Regions from separate parts of the Mus musculus genome. Here region 1 is linked to region 2. The links are chromatin contacts, called in public promoter capture Hi-C maps. All regions are on one chromosome and are shown on one strand. Each heading gives the region's core, a stretch centred on a gene start, on an enhancer-like site or on the middle of the called end of the contact. The rest is flanking DNA. Distances are from core to core; before and after follow the strand shown. Region 1 holds the start of Med27 (mediator complex subunit 27). Region 2 holds the start of Fcnaos (a long non-coding RNA gene).

Region 1 (3,762 bases), core at 840-3,339, 3.7 Mb after region 2:
ATGTTAAACCTGAGAATCTAGAGGAGAAAAGACCAAATCCACTGTTGTCCAACTAAAGTAATCTATTTGGGGGTGAATCTAGAGTGGCTAGCCAGCTGACTCACCCCAAGTCAGGATTTGGGAGAGCAGCCTGTAGTGGCTATTCCTGGTTGTCAACTTGACTATATTTGGAATGAACTACAATCCAGAATTGGAAAGGCTCACCAGTGACCCTTATCTGGAGGCTTGGAGATCCTTATCTGGATCTTGGTATGGAGATCTTGAGCCATAGTGGCTATGGATTCCAGAAGATTGAATCTTGGAGTTTAAGGAACACACCTTTAATCTGGGCTACACCTTCTGCTGGAGACAATATAAGGACATTGGAAGAAGGGAGTCTAGCTCTAGCTCTTGCTCCTTCGCCTGCTTGCTGTGTGAGACTGAGTAACTGCTAGATCCTTGGACTTCCATTCACAGCTGCGACTGAACAATTGTTGGGAATTGGGCTGCCGACTGTAAGTCATCAATAAATTCCTTCACTATCTAGAGACTGTCCATAAGTTCTGTGACTCTAGAGAACCCTGACTAATACACAGCCCCTTGAGGTCCTTTTTATAGGAGAGTGCTCACACAGACGACTGTTAGAAAGATGCAATGAAAGGGAGGAACAAGGGGAGGGATGCTCATCTAGTGAATGTGGTCACGAGTTTAGTGTAGAGGTTGAAAACGTGTTTTGCAGCTTACCTAAAGAACAAGAACTTGGCAGGGCAGTGGTGGCACACGCCTTTAATCCCAGCACTTGGGAGGCAGAGGCAGGTGGATTTCTGAGTTCAAGGCCAGCCTGGTCTACAGAGTGAGTTCCAGGGCAGTCAGGGCTACACAGAGGAACCCTGTCTCGAAAAACCAAACAAAAACAAACCAAACAAAAAGAACAAGAACTTATTCTTTTTTTTTTCTTTTAAGATTTATTTTTATTTTATGTATGTGAGTACACTGTAGCTGACTTCAGATGCACCAGAAGAGGGCATCTGATCCCACTGCAGATGGTTGTGAGCCACCATGTGGTTGCTGGGAATTGAACTTAGGACCTCTGAAAGAGCAGTCAGTGCTCTTAATCGTTGAGCCATCTCTCTAGTCCCAGGAACTTATTCTTAATTACAAATAAAAACCCTAACTTGCAAGGACTTAACATGAGGCAAATAGAACTTATTCTTTAATTACAAACAGAAACTTTAGCCTGCACAGGACAGAGGAACTTATTCTTAACTGTCTTAACTGCAAACAGATCCCCTAAGCTGCAAGGTCTATTTTCCCTGTTTTGATCTTCCATTAACTTGAAAGGTATATTGTCCATTTTGATGTCACAGTATATATCAATTTGTATCATATATAATCACATTTTGCTTATTTGCTTATACGTTGGTAGATATCTGGCTCCTTTCACACTTGACTATAGTGAATGAGGTTGCGGTGGATATGGAAGTACAAACATCTCATTTAGACACTGCTTTCAATTCTTTTGGACACATACCATAATTTCTATTATTATTATTATTGTTAATTTACTTTTTGGACACAGGTCCTCATGTAGCCCAAATGTTTTCTATTTCCTTTTAAGTTTCATAAAGAAAAACGTTTTGAAACTATATAGAATACCTTGCTGTTTCGAAAAAACATCAATTGATTCATACCTTAACCAATTATTTAGGCTGCCAAGTGGCAGTTTTCTTGTATCACTCTGCCTTCATTTATGTGTTGGCATTTTACTACAGGTAAGAGAGTTCTTCCCCTTTATTTATGAATATGGACTCATTCATGTACTCTGGGGACATTTTATTGTTTTGAGAAATTCCTATGTGACTGTTCAAATTTTGGAGATACACAGTGGGCTTCTGCATTTCTTTGTCATTCACTATTAAGCAAAAGGAGAGGACAAAATGACTTCCCTAGATGGAGATCATAACTTGTGGTCAACTCTCTCATTCAGTCAGACTGGCGCTGTTTTTCCAAGTTCGCTAGAGCTTCCTGGATGGGAGCCACGTCGCAAACTACACATCCCAATACCCTCCTAGGACAACGTCATCACGAAGCGCCGCGCGCCGCTCAGGCTGTGGACTCTGGAAAGCCGGCTGTGACAGCTGCAACATGGCGGACGTGCTGAGCGTTGGTGTGAACCTGGAGGCCTTTTCGCAGGCTATTAGCGCCATCCAGGCGCTACGCTCTAGCGTGAGTAGGGTCTTCGACTGCCTTAAGGATGGCATGCGCAACAAAGAGACGCTGGAGGGCCGCGAGAAGGCCTTCATCGCGAACTTCCAGGACAACTTGCATTCCGTCAACCGGGACCTCAAGTAGGTACTGGCTGAAAGGATCGGGGTTGAGGACCCTTCTGGCACCTGTCCCGCCCGGATCCCGCGCCAGTCTGCCCAGTCACGGGCCTCTCTCCTTTATTCACAGTCCGCTGTCACTTTCGCTCATCTCCCGGTCCTAGTCAGCCTCTCAGGGACTCCTTGTCTCCCGTCCCGTTACCTAGTATTCATTCTGTTGGCCATTTCGTCCTGGTTGTCATCTGTGGTCCTCGGTTCCCGCTGTAGTGGTCCTATCTGATGAGGAAACCTCTTCTCAGGAACTTCCACCTCGTCGATCTTATCAGACCTTTTCCTTGGGCTCCATCACATCGGGCCAGTCTCCCCATCAACACTGTCCCAGGCCCAATTACGTACCTCTCGATCCGATGAGCTCCAGTTCCCATCCTCAGAGCCTAGAATTCATCAGTTCCACCTCACCTCATTCTCAGACTACCTCCGTTACCTTTGCCTCTTTCCATTTCCCCTCCGAAGCCACCTGCTCCTCACTGCCAGTCACCATCATTCCTTTTGTTTAGCTCTTTTCTCGAGAGATACAGTCTTACATCTATTAGGATGTTTAAGAGGAAGAATTTATTTAGGTTCAGTTTCAGAGGACTCAGTTCACTACAACGGGAAAGGAATGTTTGAGCAGGTTAACCCCTAATAATTGGGGATTACATATTTCCCTCACGGGACTCCTTTTACATCATTAGTGTATTAAGAGTTTGCTGAGAAGACATTACTCAGATGCCATGCATAGAAGGCACTTTGGATTTTGAGACAGGGATTCTCAGGGTAACAGTCTTGGTTGTCCTGGAATTCAATTTGTAGACCAGGATGGCCTCAAACTCACAAGAGATCCTCCTGCCTCTGCCTCTCTGGATTAATCTGCTGGGATTAAAGGTGTGTGCCACCACACACAGTTTAGTAGGCATGTCTTCTGTGCCTGAACTTGTGTTTTCTTCCTGTCTTAGAAATTAGAATGGAAGGACTTGAGGTCTCCCCCCCCCCCCCAGACAGGGTTTCTCTGTATAGCCCTGGCTGTCCTGGAACTCACTCTGTAGACCAGGCTGGCCTCAAACTCAGAAATCTGCCTGCCTCTGCCTCCGGAGTGCTGGGATTAAAGGCGTGCACCACCACGCCCGGCTTGGATTTGAGCTTTTTACTTCTGAAATTGAGCATTTGGTGATCTGGTCAGGTTGGGTTTCCTCTCTTCCACCTCATGTTCCTCTATAGTGCCTGGTTCCAGCTCCGTGCCTTCTGTGTGTCAGGCAGGCAAACCCCCAGGACTCCCTCCACCCATCAACTAGTCAAGTAGGATGGAGGAGGAAGTAGTGAAGTGTTGTGTGCCTTTCCTCCCCGTATTCCACTCCCTCCTTAAACTACACACATACCTGTTCTGTCAGCTTGACAATGGCATGCCCTACCCCCACTCCAT
Region 2 (3,568 bases), core at 427-2,926:
GGATGCAGAGTTAAGAGCCTCTTGAAATTAAAAAAAAAAAAAAAGCATATCCCTTACAAAACAAAAAACAAAAAAACAAAATCAAGGCTCAAGGCCCACAGGCGACCGACTTTCAGGAGCCTCCGACTTTCAGGAGCCTCAAGTGAGAGCAGGCGCGGGGGGCGGAGAGGAGGCAGGCACACGCAGCCCCGCGCGCGCACCCTCGGGTTATGTAATGGTCTCTCTCCGCAGGGTACCCGCGCCAATCAGGGTCCTCCACCGCTGCTCCGCTAGTGTCGCCGCACAGCTGTTCTCTGGAGGTCTCCTGTCAGGTGATGTCCCTCAAGGAACGACCACTACTCAGAACCCAGGGACCCGTCCGCCCCTACCCTCTGATTCTTCCAGACCCTAGTAGGCTGGGTGGCCGCCCCGGGCCCTGCCAGCCGCCCCGGCCTGCCCGACGGCGCGGCCCGCACTCACTGTTATACTGAACCCCCTTAGCGAAGCGCCTCTGCAGCGCCTGGTTCATGGACTGCAGCCCGGCGGGGATGTTCTTGTCCCGGCCTGGGGCCTGCTCCGACCCCACCAGCTTCTTCAACGCGGAGAACATGTTCCTGCTGGACGTGCGAGCCGGGCTGGCCTGCGAGCTCAGCAGCGGCAGCAGCACAGCGCACCCCGCACCATGTCCGGCCGGCCCAGGCTTCCCCCGAGGCCGGAGCGGGCGCGGCCTCGAGCGAGGTTCTGGGGCCTCAGCCTCTGTGGCTCCGCTCCGGCTTCCACGGCCCTCGGCGCGGCAGCCAGGCACCCGTCAGCGCCGCCATCTTGGCGCCGGCGCGGCTACGGGACGCTAAAAGGGACACGTAGCCGCCGCATGCGCAGAGAGCGCACTAGGTCCCGCCCTTTTCTAGCATCTCCACCTCGCCGCCACCAACCCCCTCTGGTCCAACGATCAGCTTCCCGGTCCTCAAGAGTCCCGAGGTTTCTCCTTCCTCTAGTGTAGTTCTGGAAAAATGTTTATTTCTGTACTACAGCCCAGACAGGTTTACTTTTTCTTCTTTTTGGCTCCCTTGAGCTTCGCCTCGATCAGCTGTTGGGCCTGTTTCTTTATCTCCGCCCGCGAAGGGACGTAACTATGGTCCACATCCGCAAACTGGAAGGTTTCTGAACAGGCAAGAAAAGGAGTGGCTGCCACCCTCTTTCCAGAAGCCTCCCACCTCTACCTGTTGGCGTTTGCTGCCATAGGCCATCTCCTGCCGGGAGCTCATTTCAGACATGTATCAATGACTGGAGACCCCTGCCCTAAGTCACCTAAGGCCAGGTGCCAGACAACTAGGATTTGCCAAGATTATCCACACTAGCTGTCCTTATCCTTTCACCCCACCTTGCCTCTGTAGCAGAAATTCTTCTAAAAGTTCGGTCTGGGCTCCCTTCTGGCCCATCCCATGATATACGTCCCTTTTGTCTCAGAAAAAGAAACCTCTGTAACGTCTATCGATTAAAACCTTTCCCTTCAGCGCCCAGTCACCATGTATGCCATCTCTTGTCTTGAGTTCAGACCCTATCTAGTTGCAGCTATTGTTCTTGTCGTCCTTCTCCATCTTCCTGTGGCCGGCATGTAGAGCCTCACCTATCATGTCCTCCTCTGGGTCCTCAAAGGTAATTCTGGTATTATGTTTCTCTTTTAGAGTTGATGACTCCAAGGTGTCCCTCACCTTTGTGTCAACCTGCAGGGCAGCACCCATTATCATCTTGGAGAGCACATGGGCTTTGTGGGGACCCCTCCATGGCCCAGGGTTACCTCCTCATTTCTGGACAACGTTTGCATGCGCTCAGCCAGGTAGATAAGCTTTCCCTCACAATAATCCAGCTTGCCGTACACATCAAGAGTGTTAGAGACTGCTATTTCTTTCTGTGGGTCAGAGGAGCAGCTGGTTTTCCTGTGGTCCCACACAGGGACCCTGTACACAGCATCTCCTCCCCGGGGGCTGATACCTGGAAGGTTGGCAAGGTGATGCCGATGAGCCGGATGTAGAGGTTGTCAATACCTGTCTGGATGACCAGCAGCAGCTGCTGGCCCTTATTCATGTTGTTTTGGGCCTGCTTGAGTCTTGCTTCTTCCTCTTCTAGCATGTTCTTCATCTTCTTCTGGATAGAGTTAAAGCTATGGGGGAGGTAAGCACAGCAGTGAGGAGGAGGAGGGCACAGCAGTGAGGAGGAGAAGGAGGGCACAGCAGTGAGGAGGAGAAGGAGGGCACAGCAGTGAGGAGGAGGAGGAGGTGGGCACAGCAGTGAGGAGGAGGAGGTGGGCACAGCAGTGAGGGGGAGGTGGGCACAGCAGTGAGGAGGAGGAGGAGGTGGGCACAGCAGTGAGGAGGAGGAGGTGGGCACAGCAGTGAGGGGGAGGTGGGCACAGCAGTGAGGGGGAGGTGGGCACAGCAGTGAGGGGGAGGGTGGGCACAGCAGTGAGGAGGAGGAGGGCACAGCAGTGAGGAGGAGGGCACAGCACTGAGGGGGAGGAGGGCACAGCAGTGAGGGGGAGGTGGGCACAGCAGTGAGGGGGGGAGGGCACACCAGTGAGGGGGAGGTGGGCATAGCAGTGAGGGGGAGGTGGGCACAGCAGTGAGGGGGAGGTGGGCACAGCAGTGAGGGGGAGGTGGGCACAGCAGTGAGGGTAGGCCCACAGGGGTCCAGAACCAGGTGGCAACTTCAGGGACTCATAATTAAGCGTCAAGCGGGCAGGTCCTCAACTCTTCTGCAGATGAACAAATTCACTGGCAGTGGATATGTGCAGCTACTAGCTTGTACCTGTGGAGCCATCCAGGAGCCGGGGAACATACCCAACAGCGCTGGGAGTCTGGTGGAACTTGAGCACAGCCTCCTCAAGTTCTAGCTTCTTCATCAGGGCCTCTAACTGTGTCCGCCTCTCCTCGCAATCCTCCATCTGTAGCTCCAGGTTCTCCTCTGTATTTTTCTGAGCTAGGAAGCGGCCAGCTATGTCCTAACCAGACCAGGGCAGAGAGACACAGGTGTGGGCTTGGGAGGCAGCAGGGCTTCCTAGCCCTGGTATCTCGGGGGCCCCTTGTAGTAGATAGTGCACATTCTTGGTACTTGGGGCTCAGTCATGACCCTGAGTGCTTTTGGGTGCTGAGGTTTGTGAGGAGCTGGGCAGAATGGTAGCCTGTATATAGCCTGGTTACATCGCTTTCATGGTAGGCAGAGGATAAATAACCTCACCTACCATGAAGACACCTTGTATCACATTCAGTCAAGATGCTATGGATGGCGCTCAAGGCCTGACAATGGGAACTCAGGAGGGTCTATGACAAAAGAAGGCCATAAGAAGCAGCTGTTCGCTGTGGCTGTCAAGTTGGAAAGGGGCTAGAGCAGAAGCGAGAGGCCAGGTTCCTAGCATTTGGATTTTCAGATTCTGGTAGGCTCTGTCCTGAACATGGAACATGGTGGGGACAAGCCAGCCATGTGCTGAGGATATCTTCTTTCTTTATTTTTTTGAGACAGGGTTTCTCTGTGTAGCCCTGGCTGTCCTGGAACTCACTCTGTAGACCAGATTGGCCTCAAACTCAGAAATTCT

What was found. Promoter capture Hi-C pulls out the DNA fragments that hold promoters and counts their contacts.
Region 1: a promoter capture Hi-C map of maxillary cranial neural crest shows a contact between it and region 2. The contact joins the promoter of Med27 here to the promoter of Fcnaos in region 2. A contact is called at or near these places in 3 of 39 promoter capture datasets (liver, maxillary cranial neural crest and second pharyngeal arch cranial neural crest).

Annotation. Positions count from the first base shown.
Region 1 is chr2:29,344,721-29,348,482 of GRCm38.p6, forward strand. It overlaps Med27 (mediator complex subunit 27), which reads left to right and starts at 2,090. Exons shown (of 8, transcript NM_026896.5): 1 at 2,090-2,327. The coding sequence starts at 2,125.
Region 2 is chr2:25,607,654-25,611,221 of GRCm38.p6, forward strand. Fcnaos (a long non-coding RNA gene) reads left to right here and starts at 1,677. Exons shown (of 8, transcript XR_003954003.1): 1 at 1,677-1,816. Rabl6 (RAB, member RAS oncogene family-like 6) reads right to left here and starts at 828. Exons shown (of 15, transcript NM_001024616.2): 1 at 460-828. The coding sequence starts at 589. It overlaps Ccdc183 (coiled-coil domain containing 183), which reads right to left. Exons shown (of 14, transcript NM_029859.1): 10 at 2,817-2,977; 11 at 1,972-2,140; 12 at 1,778-1,888; 13 at 1,607-1,703; 14 at 976-1,140. The coding sequence ends at 1,022.